Linked DNA regions of Anas platyrhynchos: region 1 is linked to region 2. Evidence: chromatin contacts called from public Hi-C data. All regions are on one chromosome and are shown on one strand. Each heading gives the region's core, a stretch centred on a gene start, on an enhancer-like site or on the middle of the called end of the contact. The rest is flanking DNA. Distances are from core to core; before and after follow the strand shown.

Evidence for each region. A called contact is a pair of places that touch in the nucleus more often than the background predicts.
Region 1: a contact with region 2 is called in a Hi-C map of liver, with 3 times the contacts expected there. The contact joins two enhancer-like sites. A contact is called at or near these places in 4 of 8 Hi-C or Micro-C datasets (liver, skeletal muscle, small yellow follicle and 1 more).

Annotation. Positions count from the first base shown.
Region 1 is chr21:17,844,415-17,848,580 of IASCAAS_PekinDuck_T2T, forward strand. COMMD7 (COMM domain containing 7) reads right to left here. Exons shown (of 9, transcript XM_038166407.2): 9 at 3,900-4,166. The coding sequence ends at 4,131. Among named protein-coding and RNA genes, the nearest start is that of COMMD7, 7.8 kb to the right of the region's middle. Within about 2 kb of position 2,332, at least 4 of the 8 cell types and tissues checked have an H3K27ac peak or open chromatin away from gene starts, as enhancers often do.
Region 2 is chr21:17,805,129-17,809,134 of IASCAAS_PekinDuck_T2T, forward strand. It overlaps NOL4L (nucleolar protein 4 like), which reads right to left. Exons shown (of 11, transcript XM_027472754.3): 2 at 3,738-3,893; 3 at 469-580. Among named protein-coding and RNA genes, the nearest start is that of NOL4L, 18 kb to the right of the region's middle. Within about 2 kb of position 2,008, at least 1 of the 8 cell types and tissues checked has an H3K27ac peak or open chromatin away from gene starts, as enhancers often do.

The DNA of each region.
Region 1 (4,166 bases), core at 1,082-3,581, 40 kb after region 2:
GCTGCGGGAGAAGATGGGTTCCTTATGCCTGAGCATTCATTCGCTCTGCTGATCGACAGCCTGCGGTCTGGCTGAGCAACCCCAATTGTTCCCAGTGTGCCTGGACAAAGAAATGCCTAGAGAGATGGCAAGGCTCAGGAAGGGAGGACATGCTAGGAATATTTCCAGCGCCTCGCACACGACCAGCTTCTCCCCTCCTCCTGCAGGAATGGGCAGCCCAGGCTCACGTGCAGGGTTTCTCCCCGCGCCTGGAGCAGGGTGCAGCAGTGCCTGCCCTGGGGCGAGCTGTCCCCGCCGTCCCCCTCCGGCCACGGCAGCCTCCAGGCAGCAGCAGCAGCCTCCCCGTGGAGGCTGGGATGGTGCTGGAGGAGCTGGGGCTGCCCCGGGAAGCCTGTGGGGTCACCACCATAATGGAGCGTTTGTTTCCTACCATAGGGGTCGTGGAGGCCCCGCTGTGCAAACCCAGGGCCTGGCCTCTGCTGCAAGGAATTTGCTGATCTGTGGGGTTAGGGCACCTGAACTTGTTCTTGCAATCACTCTAGACTAATGTGGAGAGCTGGGGCCAGTCGTGTTTTCACCATACCCCTGGTCCCCAGCCAGTCCCAGTGCCACTGGTCCCAGTGCAGTTGTGCCCACCAAGCCGGGGCTGTGCCAGGGGAGGACCCTCTGCTGCCAGCTCCCAGGAGGGCATCCCCCCCCCCAAGTCCTGTCTGCAGGCAGAAAACATGCAAAGCCTGGGAGCAGAAATGGAGCAAAGGACAAAGCCGTGGCTGGGTTAGCGATGCAGGCAGGCGAGGTGAGCTGGTGCTGCAGCACCATCCGCCGCAGTCCCACTGTCTCCTTCCAGCGAGGTCTGCTGGGCCCCGCCACCGTCTCTTCCACAGCAAACGCTTTCTAGGAAAAGCTCTTGGCATTTCTCCATAGGTATTTGTGTTTTCTGGTTGCGTCTGGTCTGGTTCCAGCTCCTTGCGCTGGAGACCCTGGCTGCAGGAGGGGACGGTGCTCAGTGGATGTAGCTCACGCCGGGGGGGCAGGCACTGAGGGGCTCTGCCCTGGGACTTTGGCCATGAGGAGCCCCATGCATCCCAGTGGGTCCCTGTCCCCAGGGTGGTGGCACTGCCCCAGGGCCTCTCCTGCTGCCCCTCCCAGGGGTGTGCTTGGGGCTTCTGTACCCAGGGAAACAAAGCGGGTTTGGGAGCTGCATTTTGCAGCGTGAGTTTTTGCTGGGCTGGGTCCCCAGACCGGGATGCTGCATGGCCCCAAAACCTGGAGAAATTGGGGATGGGGAGGCGTGGGGTGCGGAGGGGCAGGGCTGGCTGCTGCCACGGTGCTCGGTGCAGGACTGAAGGCACGGTGGGGGCGATCCCTCCTTGCCTGCTGGGCTGCTGCTCTGCTGCATCAGGCCCTGCACTTCCCTACGGCCTCAGTGAGGGTTTGGCCTGGTGCTGAGCTGGGCTCCGGGCTGCTCTGAGGACCGACTTTCTCCTCCCCAGCTTGTCTGTGGTCTAACCTCCAAAATCCTCGCCTACCGCAGCCCCTTCCCAGCCGCTGGCCAGCCCCAGCTCGAGCTGCCCTATTTTGCAAACAGGAAAGCCTGGCCGTGGATAAAGACCGGCTTCTCAGAAGAGCCCAGCCTGCGGCGGCTGCCCCGAGCCCTGGGAAAGCGGGGGGCTCCCGCGGGAGCTCGGCCACTGCCTGTGTGCCCTGCTCAAGGTCAGGCGGAGCCGCAGCGCCCGGTTCCTTCCTCCCTGCCGGCTGCAGCCAGGAGCGGAAGCGGAGCCTGAGTCTGCCCTGGGCAGGGGGAGGGCGGTGGGGGCCGCCGGGGCTTTTGTTCTTGGGCCTTGGGGGGCTCCTTCACATGTGAGGGAAATGGCAGCGGCGTCTCCATGAGGGGAGAGGGTGCCATGTCCTAAAGCTTCTTGGCCCCCTCCATCATCGCTATCGGCCACGGCAGCCGCATTGAATCTGGGGGGGGGGGGCAGACTCTGTGGGTGCAGCCTCTGTCCCCCCTCCGTGGCTTTGTGGGAGGCTGGAGGGGCAGGCGGGAGCACAGGGCGCTGCGTTGTGCCCCCCAGCTTCAGGAGAGACCTCCTGGGGTGCAGTGGGGTGCCCCCCACCACATCAAGCAGGGCTGTGATGGTGTCTGAGCGTGCGGGGGTGGCTGCCTTGAGGCTGCAGCCACGCAGAGCTGCCCCTACCCCTCTGCAGCCCCCACCGCGGGGTCTGGGCAGGAGCGGGGGGGGCTGCGGTGAGGCTGCACTGGAGGAAATGGGCCGAGAAAGCCCCGGGGGAGGCAAACCGCTGCAGAAATACAGTCGGCTTCACCCTGCGCTGCAAGAGGCCCCTGCTTCCCCCGCACCCGCTGCCCTGTGGAGATTAGCCCTCGGCTGGCTGGGCTTGACGGGCAGCCGGAAGGGACCGGGCGCCACGGGAGGCCCCCCTGCCTGCCAGGAAACCCCCAGGAACGGGCACCGCAGCAGCCCCTGCTCCTGGCACCGTCCCCACTCAGCCCTCCCCGTGCCCTGCTGCTGCTCGGGGCTGCGCTCGCTGCCCCAAAACTCCAGCACAGGCTTCAGGAGCCACCATGGGGGCACAAGGCCAGCATCGCCCCGCGCCGAGCCCCGTCCCTCCCCGCCGGGGCTGCCAGCTCCGCTCATGCACAGCCAAGTGCGCGGGATGAAAGGGGGCGGCCGGGGGGCCGGGGGGCCACGGGCAGCAGCGTGGAGGTCAGGCCGCGTCCCGGTGGCGCGGCGGCAGCTCTGTAATGCCGCCGATCAGAGATGCCCGTGGGGATTGCGGAGCAGCATGGAGGCGACCCCTGCGCTTGGGGTCAGCAGGCCGCGGTGTGCGTCAGCCCCGAGGAGCTTAATCCCAAATGGGGAGGGGGCGGCGGGTTCCTGACCCACGGCTGGGCCTGGCATCTGCCCCGGCACCGCTGTGAGCCACCTCCTGCCCTGACGGGATAGGGTCAAGCGATGCCGCCTCGGCACCGGGAGGGTGAGGAGAAACAAAAGAAATGGGCAGCAGAAAATGTAAAGGAAAAAAAAAAATCCTTTTGTCTTCAGAAAGCAGCCCTTCGGAGGCTTTCTCCCTCCCTGAAATAGCTTTTCCTGCCACCCAAAATGAGATGGAATATTTTGCAGGACATTGTCAAAGATTCTTTTTCTTTTTTGTTTTTTAAATCGCCTTAATCACGTTATTAAGCTTAAGATGCTTGTGAATGGCCTGATAGATGGGAAAATAAATATGCAGATACTGTCCCTGGGTTTGCCAGCAGGATTCCCTGTTCTGTTTTCCATGCATGCGATTCATCCTGTCCTTGTTACCAGCTCTAGTCGCTCATGCAGGACTGCATGAAATGCAATGGGGAAAATTGTCAGCTTTTCTGCAAGCTGAGAAGCTCCGTGTGGACCTGGGAGCTGCTGGAAGCTTTGTGATTCCTTTGGGAAGAAACTGCCTTCCTGTGCGTGGAGCAAATGGGGAGCAAGCGCACGCCCAGGGAGCCGCAGTGCTGCTTCTTTCAGAGCAGGCCTGCAGGATGCCACAGGATGGGGAATTACTTCAGAGGCAGGCCAGGAACCAAGAGCACCTTGCTGGTGTCCATCCCTGCACTGCCGTTTAGGCTCTTCACTTCATATCACTTCATATCAATTTTTTGATAATAGAGAAATGAGAGTCTTGGAAGTGAGCATTAAGTGATTCACTAGGTTAGATGCTCTCCTTACTTCCCTGTCCTCTCTGCTTAAATCGTACAAGATAGATAATGGTTTTTGCTTCCGTTTCTCTCTTTCTCAACAAATTAAATTCTGATACAAATGGTGCAGGATGCAAACGGATTTATTTCTTTGCTACTTTAGTACAAATATCCACATATTTCTGCCAATAATTTCTTGTAATAGTTTTAAGAAAAAAAAAAAGATATGGGTGGTCTTGTAATTGCTTCAAAACACTTTCCAAAGATCCAGGTTCTGAAGGACTGATGGGTCTCTGTGGGCCGTGACACTACTGATTGTCACACGGTCTTGTCTTCCCTTATCCCGCTGTTACAGTCAGCTGGGAAAGAACAGATCTGCAGCCCACAAGGAGAAATTAAACATCCTGGACAGATGTCAGTTCAGACCCACGTAGTTTCAGCTGAAACTCTCCAGGCTGGTTTTGACCCGTTC
Region 2 (4,006 bases), core at 758-3,257:
TTCCCTCTTTATCAGAAACTTCAGTTATTCAGACACATTCAGTGTCTTTCATTACCAAATTAATAGTTTGAAGGAAAAACTTTAGCTCAAGTTTTCTCAGAGATCTACGCTTCCACCCACATACAGTCACGAGCTGATTGCAGACCTCTCTGCAGAGGTTTTGACCCAAGCTTTGTACAGTTGCCCTGGGGAAGGTGGACCCAGAAGAGGAATCGCCTGCTTGGAAGGAAAGCGGGGCTGAGCAGCCCCTTCCCACTCCCTCTGCTGAAAACAGTGCATGAACAGTGATGGACAACACGAGTTTTAAACAATTCTTTAGGCTTTCCTGCAAAAACGCACTGAAAATAGCCCAGGTTGGGAAAACATTTCGTACAGACACATCCCATGAGGGGCAGCCACCGACAGCTCTCTGGTGATGTCTGGTTTGGGATGCTGCCCGCTCTGCTAGTGCCATCCCATTGCCTTTACCTTTGGGCTCCAGTCCGTTGGAGTTGAAATGCATCCTCTTCTGGCACTCGGTGCAGCTCATCAGGAACCTGGTCACAGCTTCTCTTGGGAGAAAGGCGTAGGTCTCTGCAATCTGGAGAAACAAAGAGAGGGCTGCATGGCCTGCCTGAGAGCCCGAGGACCAGGGTACGTCCAGCACCGTCCCCCCTCACCCTGCACAGCCCAGCGAGCTGGGGTATGGGGCAGCAACGGGGTGCTGCTCCCAGCCCTGCCCTGCCCCATGCAGCACCCGTCCTGCAAACACGCTTTGGAGGGCAGCCGAGCAAAAAGGGCCAGGTTCAGCCCCCCCGCCCCAAAACTCCTCTCTGCTCCTCCTTGGAATCTGAGAAGAAGGAAGCTACGAATGAATCAAATGAGAAAGTAAGGCCTCTCCAGCTCTGTTTGCATTGTTAATTACCATCGCACCAGTAACCTGAAGAATCCATTAATCTTTTGTAAGGGCAGGTCACTTTTTCCCACAATGACAATCAATTACTGTTAATAATACTTTGCACTTTTGTGACATATTTTATCTAGGGAATTGAAAACATTTTTACAAATAGCAATGAATTAAATCCCCTGAACCTTTGTGGGAAATGTGTATTTTACGGATGAGGAAGAGCTAAGGGTAAATTTTTTAAACTCGGATACCTGAAGTTAAAACCCTATATCCAGACCTCAGCACCCACAGTAGGCACCTGGATGTTGTGGGCCCCTGCTGTTCCAATTAGTCCCTGCCAGCAGCAATCTTACAGTGTTTCTAAAGACCACGTTTGGGTTATTTGGAGAAAAGAGGAGGCAATTTCAATTTTAATGTAAAGATTTCTTCAAGGCCGTTAAGAGACCACGGAGTCCGACCTTCTGTATAGCACCAGGCAGGGAGCTTCACCCAGGTTCTCCTGCAGCCCAGCAGCCTAAAACATCTTCCAGGAAGACATCTGGTCTTAATTGGGAGACATTAAGAGGGTGGAGAGTCCACCTCTCACGTTGGGGTTGGTTCCTCCAGCTAATCACCCATCCTGTTTGGTCTAAGCGCCTTGTCCCAGTGCAGCGGTTCCCAAACCAGGGCCATGACCCCAGCAGGGGTCACAGCACTTACAAGTGGGGTCATAAAGCAGACAGAAATTCAATTGTTCGGGCCCCTCCTCGGGGCGGCGAGCCCAGCAGAAGCGGGGCTCACACGGGAAGCGGGGCTGCAACCAGACACCCGGGGAGCCACGGCAGCGGGGCAGGGCAGCCCGGACCCCCACAGCCCCCTCCAGCCAGGGGCTTCAGCCTCCCACCTCATTTCATTAACAAAATCAAAGGTGCAGGATTTCCAAGCTTTTTTTTTTTTTAATCCTACGGGAAGGGGTGACGTTTAAGTCTTCCTAAATAAATGGCAAATACATTATGGAGGAAGCCTGCTGGGGCAGGGGGGTTGCGTGGTGATGGCGAAGCAGCAATGGGACCTGGTGCTGCGGTGGGAGGGAGAGACATCCATCTCCACTGAGCGGCAGCAGAGCCCAGTGTTTTACATGCATGCTAATGCCAGATGGGTAGAAAGTTCAGGCAGGGACCTCCTCGTCCCGGCGATTCAAATGGAGGATGCAGTGCCTGGTCCTCATGGGATTCTCCTTCTATTTAGGCACAGCCCCACCTAGCTCTGCTCTGGCTGCCTAGATGCCCGGCTCAGCCCCTGCCTCTGCGCGATAATTTATCCCTGCTCCAGCACCAGGAGCTCCCACGGAAACGCTGACGTTCAAGGGCCTGAAAATTGCTGCTGGCAAATGTGGAACCGCGGCGTATGCAGAGAGCTGTCCCTCCGCCTCGCCTGCGGGACCGAGCCCGGTGTCCCTGTCGCTTTTGCTCTAGCAGCCCCTCAGCTCCTGCTGCAAATGTTCAGCTAATTTTAGTGGTCCAGTTGTTATTTCTCAGCTGATTTGATGCTCTGCAGAGCAGACAGCTTCCCTGATGAGTTATCTCCCATCCAAACTCCCTTTCTGATTGCCTCCCTCTGGAGGTCAGGGACAAGGGCAAACTCTCCAGTGCCTCTCTAATCAGAAATGCTGGGGAGAGGGGGAGGCAGCTGGGGGCAGCCGAGCTCCCCGAGCCAACCGGCCAGAGCTGCAGCCCCGTGCCCAGAGGGATGCACGGTGCTGCAGGGGGAGCCTCGTCCTTCTGGGAGATGAACTGAAGGAATTAGGGAAGGGCTGTTGTGGTCCATAGGGCAGGAGGGCACGCACGCTGCAGTGCCAGCAGTGGGGACGCAGGGCAGGGCTGCACCATCCCATGGTGTGGGATGCACACGGACAGCCCCCAGCCCCGTGAGGGCTCCGGCCCTACAGCAAGCCCTGCACAACCCCAGGCATCATTGCAGAGAGTGGGGTGGCCTGTGCAGAGCTCTCTGAGCTGCTGCGGGCACCAGAAATGCCAGCTGCTGCCAGCCACTTCTGTCTCCAGGCGACTCGGTCCTTGGGGCTGTGGGATTCAGGAGAGCAGCTCGGATTTGGACAGTAAATTCAGCTCTTCTTTTAACAGGAGAGCCCAAATATTTGCATCGAAGGGCTGTGCAGAGTCAGGAGAAAGAGGGAGCTCCCTGGAGAAGCACACTTCAAGCTAAATTATTCCTGACCTAACTAGAGTGGCTTCAGGATGGATAGATCTGCTTCTCAGCAGCCGGGGAGCACCTGAGGAGACCCAGCTCGGGAACAGCCTCCATTTTCCAGAGGAGGGAGCCGAGCCCTGGGCTGCTGAGGCCAAAGCCCCCGGCGTGGTGCAGAGCGGGGCCGGGCTCTGGCTGTGCCCCAGTCCCCTCTCCTGGCTGCTGCTGCCCTTCGAGGCCCAGCCCTGACATTTCCCTGGGGAGAGGCTGGCACAGGGGAGGCAGATGGCACAGAGCAGAGCGCGGGGGACAGGGTAAACATCCCCTCACACATCAGCGATGCTGAGCATTTCTCTTTTTCTTTTTTTTTTTCCTTTTTTTTTTTTTTTCCCCAGACATGTACAGTTGCCTTTGTATGATTCATTCGGTCTTTCCTCTCCAAGCAGCCGTACTGTTGTGCTGCTGCTGCAGCCCCGCTTCCCGTCTCCTGAGCGCAGCTGCTGTGCCTTTAACCAACTCTTTTCTCACGCCTCCTCGCACAGGCAAGCGGCCTCCATCGCCTCCAGCCTGCAGCCTCCCCCTCCGGTCGTCCCGTCCCGCTGGCAGCGCATCCCGCTGCCCTGCGCACCCATCCCCTCGCCACCGGGTGCACCAAGAGGGGTCTCACCGCTCGGTAGGTTTTCTTCTGCCCGGCATGTTTGGGTGCTTTGCCCGGCTCCGACGAGCTCTCCACATGCATGGAGTATATGATGTCAAAGAAATCTTCCACCACAGCCACGCGTTTCAGAGAGATGCCCTCGGGCTCCGACAGTCCATCTGCCCCCTACAACAGTGCAGGCAAGTCGAGTTAGTGTCAGCGGTGGGTGACAGGGGTGACGAGATGGGCCCGGGGCTAATGTGGTTGGAGGGGGCAGAGTCGCAGAGCGCCAGCCCCGA